5 separate regions of the Mus musculus genome follow, and regions 2, 3, 4 and 5 are each linked to region 1. The links are chromatin contacts, called in public HiChIP or PLAC-seq maps. All regions are on one chromosome and are shown on one strand. The core of a region is the stretch at or near the end of the contact, and the rest is flanking DNA. Distances in the headings are between cores, read along the strand shown.

Region 1 (4,967 bases), core at 1,074-3,573:
TCAAAATAGTAATTTCAAAATATACTATATAGTTAGATACCTTTTCTTTTTTATGAGTTGCCTAAAAAGATAAAATGTCATGCAGAAAACTGCAGTAGTCTCTTGGAGGAAATGCTCTAAAACTGTGTGACTAGTTCAAACTGGTTTTCTTCACTGTTTACAGTTTAAGGCATGATAAGTACTTTTAATCTAAAATAAAATATAAGTGAAATCTACTTAGTAAACTATTCCGTAAACAACATCTCGGTTCAGTATAAAACCATTTAACAGATTTCTGATTAAATCATTTCATGATATACAAAATTTTAAACGTACAGATATATCACATTATTTAAATCATAATTGCTTTTAGACCTTAACTTTATGGAGTTTTTTTTTTTTAATGAGGAAAAAACACGTTAAAGTGGTTCAAGAAAGTAAAATGGCGTGCATACAAGAATAGAATATATTTTAATGTTTAACACATCAGACACAAACTTCCTTTAAAAATATTTTCTGTTGGAGCCGGAGAGATAGTTCCCAAGAACACAGTTTTCACAGTTGAACACGGAGCAGTCCCAGTGGCTTAGTCAGGCAGCTTATATTGCAGATTCATTATCAAATATCTTATTTTTTAAGGTCTGTAGGTTGTGTTGGATAAAATTCTCAGTGCCCTGAACTTCAGAGAACCTGGAGTCACTTCTTCTAACCGACCAGTTTTTCATTTTTATTGAGTTCTGAATTGTGTCTGAGGTGAAGTAGTAAACAATAGGGTCAAAGCAGCAGTTGGAAACAGCGATGCAGAGAGTGATCGGGTACATGGTCCTCACTGCCGCCACCACAGAGCAGTTAACAAAGGTCTGTGTCCTCATGAGCGAGTACAAAATGAGGTTGATGTTGTAGGGCACAAAACAGAAACAGAAGATGACCAAGTGGACAAAAATCATTTTTAAAACCTTAGTTTTGTTCATTTTGCTTCTACTTAATGTAACAGGTTTATTTAAAGTTCTTAGCACCATACTAGAACAAGTTACGTTCAAAATGAGAGGGATAAAAAAGCCCACTATTTCAATGAAAATCACAATCCTGGAGAGATAAGTTTTCCATGTGGCCGCTGGAAAGTTCTCAAAGCAGGCTTCTGAGGTATTGTTCCCCTGAGAGTGGGTCGACTGAAAGAAAACTGCAGGCGCACTTCCTCCCATCACTGTGAACCACACAGCAATGCAAACGATCTTTGCATTTCGTTTCGTTCTTAAAGTCTTTGACTTAAATGGGTAGACAATTGCCAGAAATCGATCTACACTGATACAGGTTAAGAACAGAATGCTTCCATACATATTGGTGTAAAACAGCATTACTGAAATCTTACAGAGTAGATCTCCAAATGGCCAATTCCGTGTTGCAAAGTAAAAAATCCGAAATGGCAAAGTAAAGACGAAAAGTAAATCTGACATTGCCAGGTTAATCATGTACGTTGTAGTTTCATTTCTCACTTTGAGGGCACAGATGAAAATGTATATCGCAACACAGTTGGATATCAGCCCAAGCACGAAGACCATGCTGAACATGCACCCGTACAGAGTGTACTTAAAGGAGTCGTCATAAGGGCACTGGGAGCCATTGGAGCTTACCATTGTCAGGCAGTGCAGCTTACAGGAGGCCTTTTGTCCGCAGCGCTTGATCGATCGCCTTTGCTATTCAGATGTGGTCACAGCAGCAGCCAGTTTATTTGCAAAGTATTTGTTTCTTTTCCTGTTCTTACAAATACTTTCTTCTCTTAACTCTTCAAAGGAAACATGAAATGTGTTCCGTAAAAGTTTCTAGTAGATTATTCAGGAAAATAGTCTGATTTTCTGGTCGAGAAAATCCATGAGTCTGGAGTTTAGTTAACTGACAGAAAATGCAGTCAAGGAAGCCAACCCATAAAGCTGAAAGTGTAAGGAAAAACTGTTCCAAGTCGGACCAGACCAGTCCGCGTGGAAACTTGTGCTTCAGCCGCCAGGGTCCAAACCAGCTTTACTTCAGTCACAAACACTCGCCGTGCGTCCGTCCGCCCGTCGTCCTCGGGTACTTCTTCCTTCTTTTTATTCTCAAACTTTGTATTTCTACATTGATTCCGGACGGCGATAGGCAGTCGTTTAAGGGATCCCAGATAAATTCCTAAGCATGTTCGCGCTTGCTGAATGGAGAGGCCTTTCGGAGGTTGCCAGCTGTATTGTGAGATGGGCTGTCTCTGAAGTGAGCAAGAAAGCCTTCCCAGATTTGTAATATGACATCACAGGAAGAAGAGGCTGGGTTTGGACAAAGGAAGGCTTCAACCCAGTTGTTTGCAGTTCCTTTAATCTGATAATGTGTCTGCTGGGAATGTACCTAGGAGGCTTGCAAATGGTCACTGGCTGCCCAGCTGAGTTGGGTGTTAACTCTTTTTATGCCAAAATGCTTTCCGGGGATTCTGACAACTTCTCCAAAGTGGTTTGATTTGCTTTAGTTAGTAATAAGTAAGAGAAAGAAAGAAACATAAGGTAGATTCTTTCTCTTCTATTGCTCTTGTAGTTGGGATATTGCCTTCTTTAAAGAAATAAAATGCAGATGGGTGTATATATGTTTATAAATTGAAATGTAGGCGATATGAGTGGCACATTAAAGAACTGTTTGTGCCTGAAGGCAGAACCTTAAGAGTTTATATAAAGCCTTTGACTGAGGCAGGCAGTCCTGCTTCTCTTAGTATCTGGTGTTTTTTAATTGCTCTCCAGCATTTAACTTAATTGGCATGATTGTGAGTAGCTTTAATCCTGGATCTCTTTAGTTTTTGATAAATAATGTTCTAACATTTTTCTTTGAAACTAATTTTCTAGAGCTAGTTCAATTTTAATACACCAAAGACTACATTAAGTATGCCCCCCCCCCGGAGGATTATAACTCAGTAGTGAGAATAGTACTCCAAAACTTTTACTTTTAGTACAGTGTCAGTCTTTTGCCCACAACTTAATATAAGCATAGTGGGAAAGTGTGCTTTGTAAAACGGGCTCCCCCCTTCTGAGTTAATTGAAATAACTTACAGCAGAGAATCTCAGTTCTACTGTTTGTCTAAATGTAGTTTCCATGATTTTATTCTCCTTTCCTCCGTCTCTCCCTTCAGTTTCTTTTACATGTTGGCTGTGTGTTGGGGTATATTCCAGATCTACTTTCATCTCTAAATTTGAAGCTGAAACCCTTCATTTGGGGTCAGTGAAGGCATTTCAGAGCAAGTTTCTCTATAGACACCTTAGTTTACATATTAAGATGTATACTTAAGAGCATGTATCATGTGTTCTATACCTTTTAAATTTGATTACTTTTGATGGTGAATTATAATCTTTTTATTGTTTTGATTAGGAAGTCATCTATGATCAAATAATACAGTCTTATAGGCGGTAAAGATTGAGGGTCTGAACTTCTTTGCTTTGGTTTTGGTGTGGAAAACAGATGCAAATGTGTTCCTATTGGAAGATGGGAACTTTGAGTGCAGTAATGAAAAAAGGGACACTTAATAACATTTTCTTCTCCATGAAGAAACTTTTCTGTTAATAGTTATTTTAGGAAAAATATAAAATTTGAGTGATCCACTTTTAAGTTTCCTTATTGTCATTTTAAAAAACGATTTATTATGTATACAGTGTTTTGCTTGCATGTACACCTACAGTTCAGAAGAGGGCACCAGATCTCACTATAGATGGTTATGAGCACCATGTGGTTGCTGGGAACTGAACTCAGGACCTTAGGAAAAACAGCCAATGTGCTTAACCTCTGAGCTATCTTGCCAGCCCCCTTATTGTCATTTTTACAAATTATAATCGTTTTATGTCCTGGTACTGTCCATGTTTACTTTCATTGTGAAAACATGCATGAATGTGATATACATGCATATATGCAGGCCAGCACTTATACACATAAAAATAAATAGGTCTTTAAAATAAATAAGTAAAATATACTGTCAGCTGATTTTTAGGATGTTGTGATATGTAGATTATACCTTAGTGAAAAAGAGTTGTAGAGGAAAGTCTGTCTAAAAGGGTTACTAATTTGCTGGGCGTGGTAGTACATGCCTTTAATCCTTATACCTAGGTGGGCATGCTGGAAAGATGTCTTAGCATTTTGGAGTACTTCCTGTTCTTTCAAAGGGCCCAGGTTTGATTGTCAGCACCCAATGGCAGCTCAGTCCTGTCTGTAACTCCAGTCCCAGGATATCCAGTACCCACGTCTGACTCTGCAGGCACTGCGTGCACTCAGTGCACAGACATACAAGAAGGCAAAACACTCATACACAGGGGGGAAAAAAACTTACAAAAGGTTTTTACTTTAAGATTTGCAGGTTGGAACAGTGTTGGAGCTCCATGTAGGAGGCCCTGTGCTCAGACTCCAGCATCCCAGCAAGTGATTAAGTGAAACTCTAACACCATTCTAAACAAATCCATTCTAAACATTATTCAGTTTAAATGTAATAAGTGTTAACTAAAATAAAATCTTAAATAATAATTTATTTACACAGTGGTAAAATAAAAACGATATGGTAGTCTGAGACACAAAGGAAGGTTTATGATGGCAGGAATCTGATACATTTTATTTTAGAACTGTGTATGTGTTGCCTTTATGTAATAAGAGTATCCGGGAAAGTCTCCTTTCAGCTCTGAAATGCACTATGGATCTTCACATGTGTATCCATGTGTGTGCTTTCCTGTTGACAAAAATACTTAGTTGCGAAAGGACATTTGTTATTAGCTTTGTTTTAGGAAAAGCATCAAATGTCAAACTACAATTCTAGCTAAGCATATTATCAGTTGGTAGATTAACTATATATGGTTCAGTGCAGAGTAAAGTTTACCATTTTAGTGCACAGGATCTGACTCCAGGGCCCTTGAAATCTCCTTCCTTGGGCCCTGGTTTTATCCTACCTTTCTGGAACTCTGAGACACCATGACTCAGAGCACACAAGAAGCAGATTTGAAGGA
Region 2 (4,967 bases), core at 730-3,229, 710 kb after region 1:
AGGTTGTGGTGACCCTCCCCCCCACAACCATAAAATTATTTTCGTTGCTACTTCATAACTGTAATTTTGCTACTGTCATGAATCATAATGAATATCTGTTTTTTGATGGGCTTAGGTGAGCCCTGTTGAGCTAGGTCCTGCTGACACTGCTTTCCCAGTGACAGCAGCAGATTGAGAGCATGCATAAAGAAGGCAGAGCAGAGCTCAGCTAGAGTGCTGGCTGTCCTCTGGGTGGAGCTGTGTGGCGATGAAGATAAAGGGAAGGACACCGAGGGTGTTACTGCTCATGTAATTAAAGTTGGGAAGTAGAGGAAAGTGGGCGGGGGGTAATGAGGGTTAAGGGACAAGGAAAAGTCAAAACCAAATGAACGTCATGGAAATACATGAAGGATTACAGAAATGTGCAAGAGGGAAAATGAGCTACACAACAAATGTAGGGATGAACTTCCTGGCAAGATGGAGGTGAGTTCCCACATCCTTACATAAGGAATAATTCCAGTCCACTGGAGTGGCTGGATGAGATGGGGTCAAGGACCTGCCTTGCCTAATCATTGACAGAAACGAAGTCATCAGTCCAACAGGCCATGGTCACAAGGGCGGGGTAGTTCGTCTCAGCGTGGTGCTGGCGGGCAGTAGTGAGGAACCTGATGCTTGGGAGTGAATGTGAGCATTGAGGGCTGGAGGAGGGGGAGTCGGCTGCACTTTGGCTGAAGCAGGTTTTAGAACGGCAAGAGAGCAGTGAGAAAGATGTCAAGCACCCCTCATAATGCCCATACTTCCTGCATATATGGAAGAACGGCAGAAGGCTTTTAGTCCAAGTTTCAAGTCCAAAAGGCAAGGAGGAACTTGGGAAGGGAAGTTGATTTTTTTTTTTAATTTGAAATATTTTTTACATTTATTGAAGAAGGGTGACTTTTTAAATTGTTTTGCATCTACTTTTTAATATGCACATGTGTGTACCACAACATTGCATGTGGAGGCCAACAGAGAACTTGTAAGAACCTGTTCTCTCTTCCCACAATGTGGGACATCTCTCCAGCCCGAGACTGACCTTGCAAGCCACAACGGAATGAATGAAAGACTTTGCTAGGCTTGAGGGTTTTTTTTTGGTTTTTTTTGGTTTTTTTTTTTTTTTTGGTTTTTGTTTGTTTGTTTGCTTTTTGTTTTGTTTTGTTCACAAAGATAAAGGCTTTGGCAAGAGGGATGCTGAGAAATGCCAGGGTTAGGGGGACGTGGTGGAGGAGGAGCCAGCTGAGTGGGCCAGCCAAATCCTAGTGAGTCTATCTTGAGTACTACTTTGTACAGGCCCATGAGGACTAAGCTGAAAACACAGAGCCAGATAAGTTGGAAGCTTCCATCAGCTATTGTCAGACTACTAGAAGGTGGCTCATAGTCCAACCGGTTTTCACCTTTTCCCAAAGCTTTGTTCTTTCAAGTGTTGGCATTGTCTGTTTTTAGTTTAAGTTTAAAAGACTCATACAGTGTGAAAACAATCATTTAAGTTCCTGGTTCTTAGTGATTAGTTTTTTTAAATGCTCGTTTGCAGATTTTGGGGGATCCTTAACGCGAGGGCCTATGCCCTCCACCCTCACTTGTAAACTCTCACTTGTATAAGGGCAAGATTTGAGTCTCGTCCATGCTCAGGCAGTGGCTCTGACCTTCCTGGGCTCTGATGCTTGTCTGGACTGCTCTTTTTCGAGTTAGGCTTCCTGATAGAAGAAGCACTTCCTCATCTTTAGGATGCAGCCTAAAGCTTTAGGCTTAGCCCCCCAGGGTTCCTTGCAGTGCGGCCACAGTTGGAAGTCCCTGCAGTACCTAGGAACTAGGAGTATCCAGGCAGGTTCTGGGAGCCGGTCACGTGCGTAGGCGGAGACTGAGCGCAACCAACTAGTGACCTGCACTCTGAGCGGTACTGGCAAGTGAATGAATCCACCATCCTTCCAAGTGCATTTCCTGCGGCGGGATGCGCTGGTTCTCATGCTGCTGCTCGGCGTTCCCCCTTGTGGTGCCGGTGACCACGGTGTGCCCCAACCTGTTCGCGGTGGGTATAAGCGGCCACGTGGTGATGGTGCTGCTGATTGGGCGCTACCAGGACATGTGGATCATCACCAACCTGTACCTGGGCAGCATGGTGGTGATGGGGCTCCCTTCCACCTGTACCGCCTGTGGCGCTCGAGGCCCTGAGGATTCCGGCCGCTTCTCTGCCGCCTATCTCTCTATTTGGGCGAGGGCTGCACCTACGCCGCGCTGCTGCCCAAGACCGCACTCAGTGTGGAGCTCTACCTGCCAAGCGGCTGCCCGCTGTCAGCGCGGGTCCTTGTCATCCGGCATCCGCGCGCTCATTGCCTCGCTCTGGGTTGTGGCGCTGTTCTTAGCTTCTTCTTTCTGGTGGGCGTCCATCAAGATGTCCTCCCCGGCCTCTCTGCGGACCTGGATCACACTTGGCAAATCAACCCCTCGCTCCGCGTCCTGCAGCTTCCTCTTGGGTCCTCGAGGACACCAACGCTGTCCCCGCAATATGGAACCAAGGCTGCAGGAGCGTTCAGCCGCGAGTGCCATCGAGCCCCACTCAGCTAGAGGCTCTGGGGGTCGTGCTGTGGGTCACCACCGCCTATTTCCTGCCCTTCCTGGGCCTCGGTGTCCTCTGCGGGCTCGTCGGCGCTAGCCGTGCAAGAGCCGGGTCCCCGACCAAGGTGCGGAAGGAAAGGGGCCGCCAGCAGACAGTCCGGGTCCTTTCTAAACACTGGGGAGGGCCACTGTAACTCTGATCTTCTCCACCTGTAGATTTGTTCTGCAATACCTGTGGGGGCACCACCTGTGGGGGAACCACCTGTGGGGAGAACCAGCAATGATTCTCCAAAGTCCAGGACAGATAACTGGGGGCTCCTCAGTCTCTGTTAGGTTTGCAATTGGGAGTTTACCCATAGTTCTCTTGAAAAGACGAGGTTGATGGCTGAAGATTCTACTAAATGTTAAGTTATTCTGGAGATTTAGGCAAACCAAATTGGAAAACACACACACAACACCCCAAAACATCACAGACCTGTTGCTAATCGTTTGTAACGAAAACCAACGTATTTCTGAAGCAGAAGCACGCCAAAAACAACTTCTTAGGAGTGGGTGCTCTTTCCGGTGTATAATCAATCATATGTACACATGTATGAACCTACCATACAGCTAGAAAGCAAACATCAATGCAATTTACGACTATATGTATATGTATATGCATATGTATATATATATATATTAGCATGAAGGTCTGTTTGAGTAAAGATTCTAATTTATTTTGCTTGTTACCTTTGCAGGAGTGGGAGAGGGTAGGACTTTATTTTATTTGAATGCTTCTGCTAACTCCGGCGCCTGTGTCTTGTTTCCGCAGCGATGGTGGTGGAGGTTCTGGCATTCATAGTTTGCTTGGTTGCCTTTCCGAGTTGGCAGAATCTTTTTCATGAACACTGAAAATTCCGGGGTAATGCACTCCTCTCGATACTTTAATATGGTCACTCTCCAACTTCTCTACCCGAGTGCATCCATCAAGCCCATCCTCCACAACCTCATGTCCAATTAGTACAAAGCAGCTGTCAGGAAACTGCTTCTGCCGAGACAGTCCAGGCTCGGGGCAGGGAGGGAGGGTCTGTAGAGGCAGTGGGAGGAATCCCGAAGACACTGCTCCACCAAGATGATTTCCTAGCCAGCAGGCGGAATCAATTTGGGAACTTTAGGCCTGTAGAGAAAACTGAAGAGAAGGAGGGGAGGGGATGTTAAAAAGAATACCATGAGCGAAATTTTGCAAGTTGGTTAGGAAATGGCCAGAATGTGGTGGTGGTGTTTGTTTGTTTATTGGTGGTGGGGGGCGGGGTTGCTTTGTTTTTAACTACCATCAAACCAAAACTGTCTTGCTGGTGATGGAACTGGGTCTTGGACTTAGCAAACAGGGCCTGGGTGGCATGATTCGAATCTGGGTTCTGATTTTCTTACCCACCCCAATCCTGGGCTCACCGAAAAGTAAAAGTCAGTGGATGAAAAGTGGTGAATGTATTGAAGACTCCTTTTTAGTATACATTTTCATTTCATTGCTAGGGAGGGTGCCTTAGCCAGAGTGCGGAGGCAGAGGACAGCTTGCTAGAGCTGTTCATCCACCATGTGGGATCCAGGGATCAAACTCAGACCACTGGATGCAGTGCAAAATGTCTTTGCCCACTGAGCAATCTTGCTGGCTCTTGCTTTGGAATTGTTAACTACATGTCTGAAAACTGCTTAAAAGTATAGTTTACAGGGCTGGAGAGATGGCCAAGAGTTTAAATGTGAATATTGTTCTTCCAGAGGATTCAAGTTGGGATCCCAGCATCCATACAGAGTGCTAAAAACCTGGAATCTGGCTCTAGGGGATCTAATGGCCACTCCCACTTGTAGCCTCCTTGGGTGCCCACACAGAAGAGGCATGCATACATACATGCAATGCATGCATGCATACACACATAAATGTGTGGCAAGTGGACCATGCCACCAAATAAAAGAACTGGAAAGGTTGAAGCAGGTTCAAAACCTCAGGAAATCTCAAGATTGACAACAGTAGGCGTGCAGCCAGCTCCCTGACAGGATCCACTTGTCTACGTGTAACCATGACACCCCCACAGAGAGGACCATGACAACCAGTCACATAGCATAAAGACCTGGAGTTCTCTATGCTAATGAGGTATCTAGAGAGACCCAGAGGGTTCAGCCAATGAGCCTCCCTTCCTGGACATCCCTTCCCACAAACAGTGTTTAATCCCTGGTTCACCCTGAATAGGACATACGCATTCATATCCACCATGAATAGAACAGTTTGGACAAGCGAGGACTGCCTCCTCCATCTACCATCACTGTCAGGGGAGACCTTTGTTGTCAAGAGCCATACCTACATTTTCCAGAGAAGGCCTTTTCTCTTTCAGCCCCTCTGTGCTCTCTGCACTCACTCAAAACCA
Region 3 (4,967 bases), core at 1,436-3,935, 590 kb after region 1:
TGTGTGATAAATACATCTGGCTCTTGTTACTAAATCACACAACTATAAAAGAAATTAAATATGGAAACAATAGAAAATATCATAACAGAAAAAGACAACATTGACAATAGGAAAATAATTCTAGTAAAGTAAAAGGCAAAAACAAAGTGAGAGAATGTTTACAACATAAGAATATAGTAAGACATTATTCTAAATTATGTAGAGCAGTCATGTAAATTTCTAGAAACACTTGAAAGCCTACGAAATAAATAGTAAGGTGACACAATCAGACCATTTACAAAAGACTTAGTATAAAACACACTGAGTTTTATGCTGAGAAGCAGAGAAGTGCAGTTCTCACGGAAGGCATTTTACTCAGTGGTGGGTTGCTTGTCCATCATGTGTGAAAGCCCAGGTTTGATCCCAGTACTGAAACACCAGCAAATTAAGATCTGCTACAGCATCAAACAGTATAACGCTACAACTTGAGGCATATTCAGGATGCAGTGAAAGGGTGTGCTTCTAGAGTGTGAGAGGGGATGTAACATAGGAGAGAACTTTAAGGTAATAGAGTAAAGGGCACCAGGGTTTGTTTTCTACATCTCTGTTATAAGGAAATCAAGCTAACTTTGCTGTCTACATTAATGGAAACATTAAGGTGAGGGCTGCCAGAACTCCTCATCTAAGGGAAGACTGCTTAGCTGGTGATGCAGTGAGGTGCTCCCGTGATGGGATACTTGAGTACTATAACATGGAAGTTCTTTTAGAATATCACAGTGTTATATAAAACTTAGGAGATAAAGCAATTCTGCACAGATAATGAAGTGAAGAATTTTATCATTATCTTGACTGTATTTTAGGACTCTAGATTTCATTTTTCCAGTTTTTTGTTTTATCAGGTTTCAAATGTCAGAAAATTAGTATATAGTTTACTTATAAATGATGAAATTAAATTCACATTTTCACATATAACTTTTTCTCTTAATTCAAGTAGAATCTCATTATCAGTTTATCAATTCCTAAGTGCTGTGTTAAAGTATAATATGTAATCCACAATTGTAAGGTTTGACTCCATCATTTTTACTGAAATTTTTTACTTCTCAGTAAATTTGCCATTAGCTTATTTTTTTCTTTTTGTTTTCTTTTTTCTAGCCTGATTATGACCTATTGAATACTAAAATAAGCACAATGTAGTATGTCCAGTTTTCTAAGGTTAATTAGCTCACATATGCTCAAGAACTAGCTGCACATTTTTCTATACTGATTGGTTCTTTTATTGTTTTGATGAATTCTTCTTCCGTTGTTTCCAGGTTATTCTGGTACAGGTTAATCCAGGGGAAGCCTTTACGATAAGAAGAGAAGATGGACAGTTTCAGTGCATTACAGGTAAGAGGAATAATTTGCTACATTCTGTAACAAGAGAAAATCTGCCTTCTATTTTTCCAGGTAGGTAACAGTGTGTACACTTGTGCGTTCTCCCTGTGTCACAATCACAAGCTTGAGTACTCCAGTCATTTAACTATTGCAGTAGAACTCTAATTAGTCTCTTTCTCCTTTTTTGATTGATCTAACTATAAAATTCTATTGTGTACATTTTATTAGTCAAAAAAAGTAAGTAACGCTAGCCAGGTCTTTCAGTCCTCCAAAGGTCCATTCTGTTTTCTAATATTGTTTTTATTTCCAGTGTGGCCTCAGGCTTTTCTTTTTAAGATCTACACTGTAGCTGTCTTCCTCAGGCTTTTTAAAGAGTCTGCTTGTTAACTGCAAACCTGTCTTGTCTAGTCAGCACGAGTTTCCTTCTCTAGGATTCACCCTTGTCACCTCATTCCAGGTGGTTCTAACCCAACTGCTTTAAACTCAGCTCAGATGTTTTCCCACGTTCACTGCAATCTTCCTTTATTGGACATCGCCTTAGCATTTTGGACTGGATATTTTTCAGCTATTGGGAGCCATCCTATGAATTGTAGTGGGTTTAGTAGAGTTCCCTGTCTTCTATACACTCGTTATTTCTTACCCTCCGAGATTCAGAACAAATAGAAATCTCTCCAGACATCACCATATCCCCTGAGAGGAGGAGCAAAGCAGCCTCCATTTAGTGAGCATTGTGTTCATATATGAAAATGAGGGCTACAGGAAGGTTAGGGTGGCCCCTTCATCCACTGTCACTAGTATCATAAAAGGGGAAACTTGGACAAGAGCGGATGTGGTATGATGACATATGATGAAGATTCAGGTCTTTGACTTGCTTAAATTCACTACCCAAAGATTGCCAACAAAGCCAGAGATAAGCAGTGTCATGGGACAGAAGTCCCCCTTTGTCCATCAGAACAAGCCAACCTTTCCAGCAGCTCAGTACCCTTATCACTGAGATAGTAAGATTCTGTCAGCAAACAGACAAACAAAAAGTCAGTGTCTTTGGAGTTAGAGAAGCTGAGTTAAACATTAGCTGTTTCTTAGTAGCTTGTTATAAGGTGCTGTGGGTTATTTAAGTTCAGTAATACATTTCGTATCAGTTCAGCTCTTGTTCCCATCAGTATTAGATCAGGGTAAGAATAACTGCCTTACTTGGGGTCTTATTGCTGTTTAGAGACACCGTGACCATGGCAGCTCTTATAAAGGAAAACATTTAATTGGGGCTGGCTTGTAGGTTAGATGTTTAGTCCATTATTGTCAAGGTGGGAAGCATGGTGGCATTCAGGTAGACAGGATGTTGGAGAGGTAGCTGAGGATTCTATATTTGGATTTGAAGGCAGCAGGAAGAGACAGTTAGCCACTAGGCCTGGCTTGAGCTTCTGAGAACTCAAAGCCCACCCCAGTGATATACTTTCTCTTACAAGGCCATGCTTACTCCAACAAGACCTTATAGTGCTACTCCCTGTGGGATTGTGGGGGGCATTTCCATTCAAACCACCACATTCATAAGCATACATTATACTTGAAACTGGACCTGTTACCTCTGCAGTACTCAGCAAATAGAGATATTGTGAGTTCTGGGTGTAACTGCTAAGAGAAGGTGAGCCCAGACTGCTTTGAAACCCCTTGATACCAGCTGTTGAGAAACTGACTTCCCAGGTGCCTTTGTACTGTACCTGCGTGCAACATTCCTTTTAGTTGTTAGGAAATTACGTATGTTATGTTTAATTTGAAGTGCTTATTTTACCTTTCAACTAGTACTAGTACCTGAACGCTTTGGATTTGTATTTTTTACAATTCTTTGTATCCTTTTTGGTTCTTACTACTACCTAATAGTCATGGCTTTAAATTAAAGAATCCATGGAGGTGGGTCACTCCCTACCTTGTTAACATCTAGACTGTAATACTTCTGAGGGTGAAGGACTCGTCACACTCTCTGATTAGCATTGGCTGTGATACCATAGGCTGACAGTTTTCAGTGCCCCTTTCCTATCACTACATAGCTGAGCCTGATGGTGAATCTTTTAAAATACCTTAGCCAGGAGTCACAAGTCAAACTTGGAACCCTACATGTATTAGAAATATCACTAAGTTAATCTAAAATATCTGTGCTGCAGTTGGGTAATACACAAATAATCAATATTCCTGAAAGGATCTAGACAAGAGAATATATAAGCAGTATAGACATTTAAAAAGCTTTGCCATCTTTACTAACTTTTCTTCAAATAGAATTTTTTGTTTTCACTATGAATCACATGGAATATAAATTTCTGATCACATAGCTTACTTGTGTGCCTTCCAGATTATTCATAAATATTAATCAAGAAAGCATTTTAATTAATATAATATTGATTTTCCCCAATACACTAGCAGATGAAAAAACAGATTGTTTTATTGTATTTTAAAATGTAGGGATGGCTTAATCTCAGAATGATAAACAGCTTGTATTTCAAGAGTCAGTTTGTGGCTGCATCCTGTAAGTTATCTCTTCATAACTCCTTTCATTTGATTTTAATATCTAGCAGCAACAGCCTCCTGCAGGACCTGAAGAGTTGTGTACTGTACAGACTGCCTCAGTGTTCACCAGACCTTAAGGGAGCTGACTCCTGTATCAGCATTCTGTACAAGGACACATTTCTGTGCTTTACTGGGGAACAGTCTTTTCTCTCTATAGTAGTAATAATAATAATAATAGTTGGAAACTTTATTTTTAAATTACTGCGTAGATTTTTTTAATGAAGGAAAAAGAATAAAGCTCTCTTATTTTATGTTTGCATCTGTCCAGAATTATCAAGTGTGTTGTCTAGTTTTATGCCAATTTGACACAAACTAGAGTCTTCTGTAAGGAAGACCTTCAATTGAGAAAATTCCTCTATAAGATCAGGCTGTAGGGCATTTTTCTAATTAGTGATTGATGGGGGAGGACCCAACATACAGTGAGTGGTGCCATCCCTGGGCTGGTGGTCCTGGGTTCTGTAAGAAAACAGGCTGAGCAAATCCTGAAGAGCAAGCCAGTAAGCAGCACTCCTTTGTTGCCTATAGATCTGCTTCCCACTTTAGGTCCCAGCCCTGTTTGAGTTCCTGTCCTGACTTCCTTAGCTGATAAACAGAAATATGGAAGCATAAGTTGAATAACCCCATTCTTCCCTAGTTTGCTTTTGGTCATGGTATTTCATCCCAGCAATAGAACCCATAACTAAGATGAGAGAGGTCTGCATGTGAAAGAGGAGAAGGAATAAGTGAAGACTGGTTTGGAGAGAAGCCTATAGGGAAAAAGTTAATGGATATTTGATCTCCTCTCCTCCCCTCTGTAAGACCCTTTCTGGATTTGAGCTGTAGAAAGAAGAAAGTGCAGCAACAGAGGAGAAGCAGCCACCAAGAGAATGAGTGCCTCGGGGGATGAAAATCAGGGCAGTGGAGTTGAGAGAAAAAACAGGTTCCTTGCGGCTTTTACTGTTCTCATAAAAGAAAATCTCCATAGGAGCATATAAAAGATGAGGTAGGGTTAGCATAAATATATGTTTGAATGCCTCCCTTAGAAGAATTCATAGAAACAAAGACTAGATTAAAACTTT
Region 4 (4,967 bases), core at 1,739-4,238, 550 kb after region 1:
AGGGAACATCCCTCAAGAGGATATTTCAATTCTAAATGTACGTATGCTGAGTATGGATGTACCCCATTTTATAAGACAAACACTACTGAATATAAAGGCACAGATTGACTTCAGTACATGTCAGTAGGTTACTTGAGTATCCTACTCCAACAAAAATATCAACAGAGAAATAGAGTTAAATGATATTACAGATCAAATGGACTTAACAGACATCAACAGAATATTGTACCCAAACATTGCAGAATATACATTTTTTTTCTCAGAAGTTCATGGAACATGCATTGAAAGGGACCATATTTTAGAACACAAAGCGAGTCTAAAGAGTATAAGAAAATTGAAATACTTTCTTGTATTTTAACTGATTGCAGTTTAATAAAGCTAGAAATCAACAGCAAGAAAAATTACTGAACATACACAAAATCGTGGAGCAGCACAGTACTGAATGAATCATGTAAAAAATAAGGGAAATTAAAAAAACATCCTAGAGTTGAATGAAAAAAAAAAGCCACAAGATACAAGAACCTATGGAGACAATGAAAACATTTCTTTGGTTATGTGTGGTGGGTGGGTTCTGCACATTTGTGCAGTTGTACTTGTTCATGAGTATGCAATTGGGGGCTGGAGGCTGGCATCCAGGGCATCCAGTGTCCTGTCTTACCTTATCTCACCTTAATCTCCTGACCTTAGTTTTTGAGACAGGATCTCTCACTGAACCTGAACTAGCTGCTTTTGCCAGATTGGTTAACCAGGGAGCTGCTGGGATCTGCATCTACTTGTCTTTGTTCCCCAGTGTAAGGTTACTCGATACATTGCCATGCTTGGCTTTCAGGTGGGTGCTGGGGATCTAAACCCATGGCCTTATGCTTGTTCAGCAAGCATTGTCTCACTGACCCATGTCCCAGCTCCTAATCACAACATTTCAAAGAGAAATTTATAGCTAGACACTTATATATTAAAAATTAAATCTGAGACATACCAAATAATTTATTTAACATTTTTAAAATTCTGTTTTATGTGTATGAGTGCTTATCTGCAGGTATATGGATGTGTCCCATGTGCATGCCTGGTGCTTATAGAGGTCAGAAGAGGGTGTCAGATCCCCCTGAAGCTAAAATGATGATCATTGTGAGCCACCATGTAGGTGCTGAGAATGAATAGTCAGCATTGTTAACCCTTGAACTGTCTCTTCAGCTTCAGTTGAGTTTTGCATCTCAAGATCTTAGAAAAATAAGAACAAATATAAAGTTAGCGAATATTGGAATGATAGCAAAGATTAGGCAAGAAATAATGAAATGGAAGCAAAAAGAACAATACAAAAAATGAAATGGCTGGTTGGATGTTCATCATATTAAGCAATATACACCAGACTCAGAGTGACAAGTATTTTCTCTCACTTGTGGATCTAGAACAACAAAACATATATTTATTACTATGTATGTGATATGTATCTACCATGTATGTGAACACACATGCATGAGTGAACGGCATGAAAGCAGAAGAGACACATGGAGAGGAAGAGTTAGAATACCTGTGGGAAAAGGAGGAAGTGTAAGTCGAGACAGTATAGGGAATAAATATATATGGTCAAAGTATATGAAATAACTTGAAAGAAGTTGCCTTTGTGAAACAGAACTATATATAATAAGTATAATAGCAATATAATAAGGGAAATATTTGAAATAAGTATTTATAGAAATGGGCATTCTTGTCTTTTCCTGATCTTGAAGAAAAACTTCCAGGCTTAGTTATTACATATAATCTTCCCTGTGGTTTTTTATATATAGTCTTTATTTTTTTTGCTTTCAGTTTTTATCTTTTTCATGAATGAGTATTGAATTTATTGAATGGTTTTACTAGACAGTTTGAGATGATGTGGTCTTTAACTTTCAAAGATTATTGTATTGAAAAAATGTACAGAACAGTACATGAAAGATGAACATGTAGTGTTTACAATTTAGTAGTTGTGGTCCATTTAACAGCTCCTGGGTCAAGTCACAGAGCAGAGTCAGCATCCCAGAAACTGTTACCTGCCCCCATCTTTAACTCCCCAGAGGCAACCAGTGTGTTGATTTAACAATAAATTGTGTTTGAGCTTTCTTCAAAGTTGAACAGTATGTATTCTCTTTGTTTTTCACTCACATTGTATTTGAGAAATTTTACTCCCTGTTCTCTGAATTGACAGTTTATTATTTTCTTTGGTTTATATAGTTATTGAATAGATTGGTTGATTTCTAAGGGGCATTAGGTTGTCTCTGGTTTTAAAGGACTATTAAATCAAGTTGCTACAAACTCATATACTTACATGTGTGTTGGTCCACTTATATTTCAATAAGTGCATGCATTACTTTTGGGCATCTGTTGTGAGTCTTTGTGGTCAGAGCATAAACAGCATCCACTACATGTATGTGCCCAGCTTTGGTAGATAGGACTGTGGATCTAAGTGGTAGTGCCTGCCTCACTTGGCCTGGCTTCAAACCCTAGCATGAGAAACAAACTTTGATAGATTCTAGAAGAGTTTTTTCAAAATGATTGTAGGACTTTGTTAGTTACTGATTGCTATTTTGTTAGTTTCAATGCCACTTGACATAGTCAGTCTTAGACAGGTTTTCTCCTCCTAAGGGTGCCCACCCAGTCATATGCCATTCCAAGTTCAAATTAATTTTCCAAACCAATATATGATTTTGAGAATATTTTGTTTATTGGTACTTTGAATTCCTTCAGTTGTCTGTGGTGTAACTCAGTCCTCAGTCCACACACACACAAAAAGGAAAAAGAGAAGAGAAATGAGTGCAGTGAGGAGGAGGAGGAGCTTGTGGCCTTGTGGACCCAGGGGACCATAGCAGAGGAGGGTTGGAGTCTACCTGCATGACACCGAGAGGCTGTCTGTTAATGAAATACAAGTTCATTGCTATTATAACAAGGAGAAGGGGGAGGGAGGGGTGAAGGAAGAAAAAGAAAGAGGAAGCGGGGAACAAAAATGAAGTACTTACACACTCTCTTTAATTGGGAGTTTACTTCCTGAAAGTGTCTGCTCTTACATAATAAAATTGTGAGATTTGCAAGAGTCAAAATAACATAAAGATTCTTTGCCGCCTTAAAATTCTTTGTAAATTCCACAGAGAAATTATTTGATGTGATTCACAGTATTACGTTTTGTCAGTCTTTTAATAGTTTAGTAATGTACATTATGGCAGAAGTTAATGTGTTCATATGCATGTGTATGTAGTATAAACACTGTCTAAGTGGTGTGCCTTTCCATGAGTCAGCTAATCATATACAGTGTTCTCTATTGCCATTTTTAGTGTGAAATCATCAATAAGTACCTGTGTTGAATGCATTTTAAGAGTCTCAGCACTTTCTAATACAGCTAAACAGAAAATTGTTGTCAAGTTGAGTCAACTTCTATGGGAGTTTCTATGCAGATTCAACATTTTAAAATAGTGTGAATTTCATCTTTGAAAATTGAATGTCTTGTCCCTTAGCACTGACTTGGTGAATGTGACAGGCATCCAGAAATGACTCCATAAAGCTCAGCGTCGACTTAGTAGCACGTGTGACTGTGGTCATTTTGCTCAGTTTGCTGATGTTTATTGGTTCATGCAGTATAAACTAATCCTACCATCCCACCTTGCCGTATGAGTGCTAGTACACCCTTTCATTCACATAAGATTCATTGTGCTGTACAGTTGTTCTCAGAGCAGATGAATGGATACTGGAAGAGCTTAAAACTTAAAATTTGAAGGCTCTTGCCCTGATCCTGAACAACTCCCCCCTCCCCCTTAAACTGTGTTACTTTGTGTGAGGATTCAGTAGAAAATCATGATTCTTTTTGTATAGTGCCTCAAGGCAAACAGGACGATGAGGGAGATTGAGCCTTTGTAATTTTACCTTGTCAGCTCAAAGAAAAGTGTCAGAGGTACGGTTACCTCATTCAGCCATTGCAGCTTGATGTCTTTCAGGATGTAGATTGAATAGTGATGAGTAAATTAAATTCCCTATCTAGGAATGGAAGGATGGAGATGCAGAAAGTGTAAATAGAGCTTCTGGTATTAGCGTTAGGTTGAGGATAACTAATAGTTACCTTGGTTGGGTTGTATGAAATACATTTTCCCAAGTAGTTGATTGAAAAAGAAGTCAGGTGATCTTTTTGGTCTTCCTTGGACAGTTTGTTTGTTAGTGAGGCAATTCCTGATTGTATTTTAATGTATTTTCTGGATGTATACTTCAGTGGTTATGTCTTTTTGTTTTGCAGAGTTGGAGGGCTTTCCGGTATATTGATGCCTTATTGATAATGGCAGAACACCCGCCTTTGCTAGACACAGCTCAGATTTTAAGTAGCGACATCTCTCTTCTGTCTGCCCCTATTGTAAGTGCAGATGGAACACAACAGGTAAGGAAACAGAAATATGTTTTACCTCATGTCTTTGTCATTGTGGATTTTTTAGCCTAAAGGGCTGCTGTCTTTGCTATTGAATAACCAGTAGAAGTAGGCTTTTGTTTTTGCTTTCCCCTAGGAAAGTTTTGTCTTGGTTTTTGTTTTCATATGTGCTCACACACCTTCTTAAGCTTCACCTTCTTTTTGCTGACTTGCTTTTCAGGGTCAGATGGAAGTCCTGTAAGGTTTTATTTTCCCCCACACTAATCACAGCTGTGGCAGATACTTATGTACTTTCATGAGTCCCTGATAGATTTTTGTTAACATATGTTGCCTGAGGCCAGTCACTGACTTCAATATGAATCTATTAATGAGTTAACCACAGCATATTGCCCTGGTTGCCTGGTAATAACTGTATTCTGTTGCCCTGGTTGCCTGGTAATAACTGTATTCTGTTGCCCTGGTTGCCTGTTAATAACTGTATTCTGTTGCCCTGGTTGCCTGTTAATAACTGTATTCTGTTGCCCTGGTTGCCTGTTAATAACTGTATTCTGTTGCCCTGGTTGCCTGTTAATAACTGTATTCTGTTGCC
Region 5 (4,967 bases), core at 1,670-4,169, 530 kb after region 1:
TGATATCAATCAGGGATCTTAACCTTATCTGGGGTGTTAGATTTTGCTCTCCCGAACCCCGAGAAAATGTCCTATTCAAACTGAGCCCTGAAGAGTAAGTAGGGGATAACGGTTAAAAGGAAGAAGGGCGGGTATACAGAGCATACAACTATTCCAATCAGAGTACAACCGAAAAAACCGAAATGGTCAGGAAATCCTCAGCCCAGGAAGCAAGGGAAGAGTTATACGACACTGTGTTTAAAGGTCACCGAAAGAACTCTAGTTTTATTCTAGAGTAATAATAAATTATTTGAAAGTATTATGTAACAAGTGACATAGTCTTATTTGCCTTTTGAAAGATCATTTTGGCTGCAAAGTAGAGAACACACAGATTATCTGCAATTAGACCAAGTTAGCTCTGTAGTGACAGGAAAGAGGCGGAGTCATTAGGGGGGTTTTGGAGGAAACATTTCTAGGAGTTGGCACAGCAACAGATATGGGAGACAGAGTGAGGGAAATATCAGGAAGGATTGTTAGATGTTTGATTTGATGAGCTGAAGAACCAGGAAACCATGAAGTTGGGCCAAACCTTGCAAACCTAGGACATTTTGTAGCATGCCCGTCGGTAAAGAAACTGATGATGTGGAGGACTTTGGCACTGAATGCAAGAGTCTGGGTTCCAGGTGAGCAGAGATGTGAAAGTAGATGTGATAGCTTACACTATGGTTCGGTGACACAGCCTAGGCTAAGAGAGTTTAAGGAAAGCCCTTCAAAGGGACTTTAAGTTGTCCTGGGGTGCTGTGGAGAGGGTCAAGTGGTGTGTCACAGGCAGAGAGAAGAATGGGAATATGCGCAGAGAGTAGAGACAGTATGCAGGAAAAGAGGAGGCAAGTCTAAGAAAGAATGGTGTTCAAAGTGTTCACTGTGGCTGGAACTCAAGGAGGGTGAAGGTTGGAAATGGTTATTTATTCACTGATGAGGGAAAGAAATGTCTGCTCAAAGCCAACGTAGATTCCTGTGTCTCTCTGGCTAGGGTGATTTATGTCTTTCTTTCTCCCCAAAGGATATAAATCCCTCAGTTTTCCCCCTCCTCCTCACAGCATTGTGCACCATATCAAAGTGTCTAGGTCTACTTCAGTGATGTCTTGAATTACATGCCCTTGTCTCCTTCAACTAGTCTATTATTTTTTACTTTGCCTGTGGCATGTAGATGGGCTTTAAACATACTTATAAAAATGCAGGTTATTCTTAAGTTCATTTTTTATTTTTAATTTTTTTCATTATTATTATTTTTTGTCTACCACTGAATCATGGAACCAGAATCTTGAGGGAGTAGCGGTAGGATTCGGCATTTTTACGAAGTTTACAAGAGCAATGCTTTGGAAAATACTAGTTTGGAGTTAACTTTGGAGACTTTAGCCTCCAACCGAACAAGAGTTGGGCAGCAGTAAGGGGAAGCCACACAAGTCCTCCACATTCAGATATAAACTCTCCTATTGCAAAACAATGAGCAGTTATACTTCTGTTATTCCAAGCTCAGCTTTCCAGTAATTTTGTCTGGAAGAGGGCCAAAGCTGGAAGTTAAGAAAATGAAACATTTCTCTCAGGGAAAGGACTTTTGCCCCCTCTCCCCAACCCCCAAATATCTCAAGATGCAATTTGATAGAATCACTATCCTACTTGTTGACGGGAAGAAAAATAACCTCTCATTAGCTAGCTGTGGATACAAACATCGGATCAATCATTGCCTGCAGCCATAGCAAAAAGTAGGTGGAGAAGGAAGAAAGCGGGGCTTAAAAAACACCACCACAGGAAAATAGAAATGGTTAAAGTGGATGTACAGGCAGATGAACACAAGCCAAGTGAGGGGTCTTTAAGAAAAGTAAGAACACTGCAAATAAAACAGCACCAAGGTGGGGATTTTATACACTCGCGCACACCTCTGCAATCCCATGGGACTTTGGTACTGTCTGAGTATCTTATTTGATATTCAATGATCCACTAAGAATTTCATTATCCAGTTCTGTTTTGTTTTTTTCTTTTTTAAGAACGTAAGAAATTCGTACATCTTCGAGAGATTTCTGTCAAATGATTAAAAAAAAAAAAAAGATTGCCACCTTAAAACGCAGCGCAACCAATAAACTGAACTACAAGTCAGACGTGGAACCTGGTTTCATCAGTCACCAGTTTTGGCTGGACAGGGGGAGGACTCAGGTTCCCAAAGACGACCCTCTCCCTAAGGCTTCCGGTGAAACTGCAAAAGTAAGCAGTCCGGGCCGGCCCTCAGGCGCTACTGCAGCGTCCCCCCCACCGCCCCCCCATCGCTCGAGGCTTAAGGAAATTGTCGCCGCCTCCGCTTCGCTCTCCGCGGTGGCAGACGTCAAGGTAACGGGTTTCCACTAGATTCGGCTGGTCCGAGTCCAGAACCTTTAAGCTGTGCGTTTCTGAAAGACGTAAATCTGTTTCGTGGGTGCTAGAAAATGCCGGGGCTCTAACCGTCTGGGAGTGGGAAGGTCTGAGCCCACTTCGGGGCGCTTCCCCGTCCGGGGCTTGCCTCTAAAAGCACCTGCCGGCATCCTAAGTTCTGGGGCTTGCCGAGAGGGGCTGACACGGTTCGTCTCTGGGGGCGGTGGGTGGGGGGCGCTTTCTAAACTGCATTCGGAATGGCGTGTGGGGCCCCGGATACGTCAATCATCCGCACAGTTCCCGGGCTCTGGGAGAGCGGCACCGGAGCTCGCATGCCACACACACTTGCGGGCCCGGGAAGCCTCGGCTTGCGGGGCGGCGGGCGAGCGGGTTCGGGTGCGCGCGCTCGAGCTCGTGTGTGTGTGTGTGTGTGTGTGTGCGCGCGCGGGGGCTCCGGGTCCAGGCGGCCGGGGGCGCCGTCGGCGGGGCTCGCGCAGCCGCACTGGGCGCGCCGACTCCGGGCTCCTCCTCCCGGCTCCGTAGTAATCATGGCGGCGGCGGCATTCGCGGTCCCTCGGGTGAAACAGAAAGCGGGAGCTACGCGGAGAGGGAGCGAAGAGCGGGGCTGAGGCGGCGGCGCCGTCACTGCCGGGAAACACCCCTCCCCAACAACCCCCCTCCACAGCAGTCAGCGCAGCGGCGGCCGCGGGAGCCCCGGCCCACCGCCAAGCGAGTGAGAGGACGAGCCGGAGCCTCGCAGGAGAGACGCCCGGGGTGGGGGATCCGCCTTCCTTCGCTTCGGAGCGGCGGGATTCGGAGGTGAGAGCCGGCAGGGGGACGCCGGAGCCCGCGTCGGGGAAACCGTTAGGCTGGGGCTGCGGGCCGCGCCGCCGGAGGGCTGAGCCCGTCGGGGAGGGCGGGCGGACGGGCGACGCCCCCACGCGAGGCCGCGCCGTCCGCGGGGTGACGGACCCGGGACGCGGCGGGGACGTGCGCGACACCTGCCGGGGCTCGGCGACAGCGGAGCGCTGCCTGCGCACCTGAGGGTTAAATCCTCGAAAACACGCCCTTCGGGTCTGCGCCCGCCTGCCTGGCCGCCCGGGCGGCCGCCGCAGCCGGTGCCTGGCGGCTCCTCTTCCCCAGGTAAGGCAACCACCTGTTCGGTCGGTGGCGAGGAGGAAGGGAGGCTGCGGTGCTCGCCCAGCTCGGCAGCCTGCGTGGGTGAACTTTTGACACGACTCTGGGAAAGGGCGGCACGCGCTGGGTGAAGGAAAAGGAGCGAGTAATTTCGACGTCAGATCGCTAGCGCTTGCTGCTTTTACCGTGTGTGATAGGTAATTGTAGTTTTATTAAACTATCACCTTTCATAAAAAGCATTGGGGGGTATTCGTGTGTGTGTGTGTGTGTGTGTGTGTGTGAGAGAGAGAGAGAGAGAGAGAGAGAGAGAGAGAGAGAGAGGGAGGGAGAGAGAGAGAGAGATTGCTGAGGGTGCTAAGGATGGTGAGCTAGAGATTATTTATTTTAGTGAGACTGTAAGTTCCTTTGGGCACCTTCTCGGCTGTCCGTCTACTAACTGACAGTGGCAGGCGGACAAGGCTTTCCCTCTTTTTGTATTATAATCTTGAAGTGCTCACGGGTAGACTTTAAAAAACACCGAGCCACATAATGATGTTGCTGCATCCTATTGTGGTCTGTTTCAGTTCTTGAAACCCAAGTTTGTGCGTGTTGTAAGAAGCAAATAAGCATCGCCTCTCAGCCTCTTGGCTAAGATGAGTTGTAAGAATGAAAGAGCAGTTGAAGCTTTTCTGTAATATTTGAATCACTATGCTTTTGCCAGTATCAGTACGAAACATATGCCAGTCAAAACCGAGCCATATGTCAGACAGAAGCAAATTGAGATTTCTGGCTCATATCCCGTGTTTAGATAAATATTTAGTTTGTGTGTATTTGCGGAGTGTGTAATTCTTGTCATCTCGGAAATGTTGTTTAAGTCACCTAAAAATGTTCCAGAGAGATGACCCCCCTGCCTTCTTAACATTTTCTTGTTTAAATTGATTTTTTTTTTCTCAACTAATGAGATCAGTTACCCATGGAGACAGGTGTTGGGCCTATTGGAAAGCAATGATAAGGTCTTTTAAAACATGGCTTTTCGTTGGGTTTTTAAAAAAATTTAGTCCTCTTGTAATTTACCACTAATAACATCCTCTGAAGGGAGGAGAGAAGATAAGGGGATAGGGAGAAAAATCTTGTTTAGGTTTTACGTTTAAAAATTTTAGCATTTTCATATTAAATTTCTCTGTGTTGTTTTATCTTCATAGATCCTCTCCAGGCTTGCTTTGTAGGTTAAGTGGGACGTTTTTCTCTCAGGCTGCTTCCCTTTGGCCACCTGTATGCCTCTGCCTTAACTCTTTCCTTTTCCCCTTCTGTCTGAATCCTCGTCACCAGTGGTCAGGAAAAAGAAACTCATGCTTAATTAACACTAGCCTCAGGGAAGCATGATTGTAAGGGGAATTTTCTTCTCCCAAATTAATGGTGTGCATTTGAAAACACAGATTTTGTGTGTGTGTATGTGTGTGTGTGAT

Evidence for each region. HiChIP or PLAC-seq counts read pairs in DNA pulled down with a chosen protein or histone mark.
Region 2: a contact with region 1 is called in an H3K4me3 HiChIP or PLAC-seq map of neural tube, with 4 times the contacts expected there. The contact joins the enhancer-like site here to the promoter of Lpar6 in region 1. A contact is called at or near these places in 2 of 39 promoter capture datasets (embryonic stem cells and stem cell-derived epiblast-like cells), 2 of 115 datasets of contacts at active chromatin or transcription factors (embryonic stem cells and neural tube) and 2 of 9 other capture datasets (adipose tissue and macrophages).
Region 3: an H3K27ac HiChIP or PLAC-seq map of extraembryonic endoderm stem cells shows a contact between it and region 1. The contact joins the enhancer-like site here to the promoter of Lpar6 in region 1. A contact is called at or near these places in 4 of 115 datasets of contacts at active chromatin or transcription factors (bone marrow-derived macrophages, extraembryonic endoderm stem cells, microglia and 1 more).
Region 4: a contact with region 1 is called in an H3K27ac HiChIP or PLAC-seq map of acute myeloid leukemia, with 5 times the contacts expected there. The contact joins the enhancer-like site here to the promoter of Lpar6 in region 1. A contact is called at or near these places in 2 of 39 promoter capture datasets (the C10 cell line and neutrophils), 1 of 15 datasets of contacts at CTCF or cohesin (CD8 T cells) and 2 of 115 datasets of contacts at active chromatin or transcription factors (DN3 thymocytes and acute myeloid leukemia).
Region 5: an H3K27ac HiChIP or PLAC-seq map of extraembryonic endoderm stem cells shows a contact between it and region 1, with 2.9 times the contacts expected there. The contact joins the promoter of Fndc3a here to the promoter of Lpar6 in region 1. A contact is called at or near these places in 5 of 39 promoter capture datasets (the C10 cell line, embryonic stem cells, liver and 2 more), 5 of 484 Hi-C or Micro-C datasets (LSK cells, embryonic stem cells, granulosa cells and 1 more), 7 of 115 datasets of contacts at active chromatin or transcription factors (DN3 thymocytes, astrocytes, cardiomyocytes and 4 more) and 1 of 9 other capture datasets (adipose tissue).

Annotation. Positions count from the first base shown.
Region 1 is chr14:73,235,247-73,240,213 of GRCm38.p6, reverse strand. It overlaps Lpar6 (lysophosphatidic acid receptor 6), which reads right to left and starts at 2,323. Exons shown (of 1, transcript NM_175116.4): 1 at 1-2,323. The coding sequence starts at 1,613. The coding sequence ends at 579. The region is part of intron 17 of Rb1 (RB transcriptional corepressor 1); the gene reads left to right. RefSeq lists an enhancer at 3,888-4,967.
Region 2 is chr14:72,529,668-72,534,634 of GRCm38.p6, reverse strand. It overlaps the pseudogene Mlnr-ps. Among named protein-coding and RNA genes, the nearest start is that of Gm30500, 40 kb to the right of the region's middle. Within about 2 kb of position 1,979, at least 58 of the 459 cell types and tissues checked have an H3K27ac peak or open chromatin away from gene starts, as enhancers often do. A contact at or near this core is called in neural tube, where this site is marked.
Region 3 is chr14:72,648,414-72,653,380 of GRCm38.p6, reverse strand. Fndc3a (fibronectin type III domain containing 3A) reads left to right here. Exons shown (of 26, transcript NM_207636.2): 3 at 1,290-1,365. Among named protein-coding and RNA genes, the nearest start is that of Fndc3a, 59 kb to the left of the region's middle. Within about 2 kb of position 2,685, at least 7 of the 459 cell types and tissues checked have an H3K27ac peak or open chromatin away from gene starts, as enhancers often do. A contact at or near this core is called in extraembryonic endoderm stem cells, where this site is marked.
Region 4 is chr14:72,683,057-72,688,023 of GRCm38.p6, reverse strand. It overlaps Fndc3a (fibronectin type III domain containing 3A), which reads left to right. Exons shown (of 26, transcript NM_207636.2): 2 at 4,253-4,390. The coding sequence starts at 4,292. Among named protein-coding and RNA genes, the nearest start is that of Fndc3a, 24 kb to the left of the region's middle. Within about 2 kb of position 2,988, at least 34 of the 459 cell types and tissues checked have an H3K27ac peak or open chromatin away from gene starts, as enhancers often do. A contact at or near this core is called in acute myeloid leukemia, where this site is marked.
Region 5 is chr14:72,707,955-72,712,921 of GRCm38.p6, reverse strand. Fndc3a (fibronectin type III domain containing 3A) reads left to right here and starts at 2,919. Exons shown (of 26, transcript NM_207636.2): 1 at 2,919-3,204.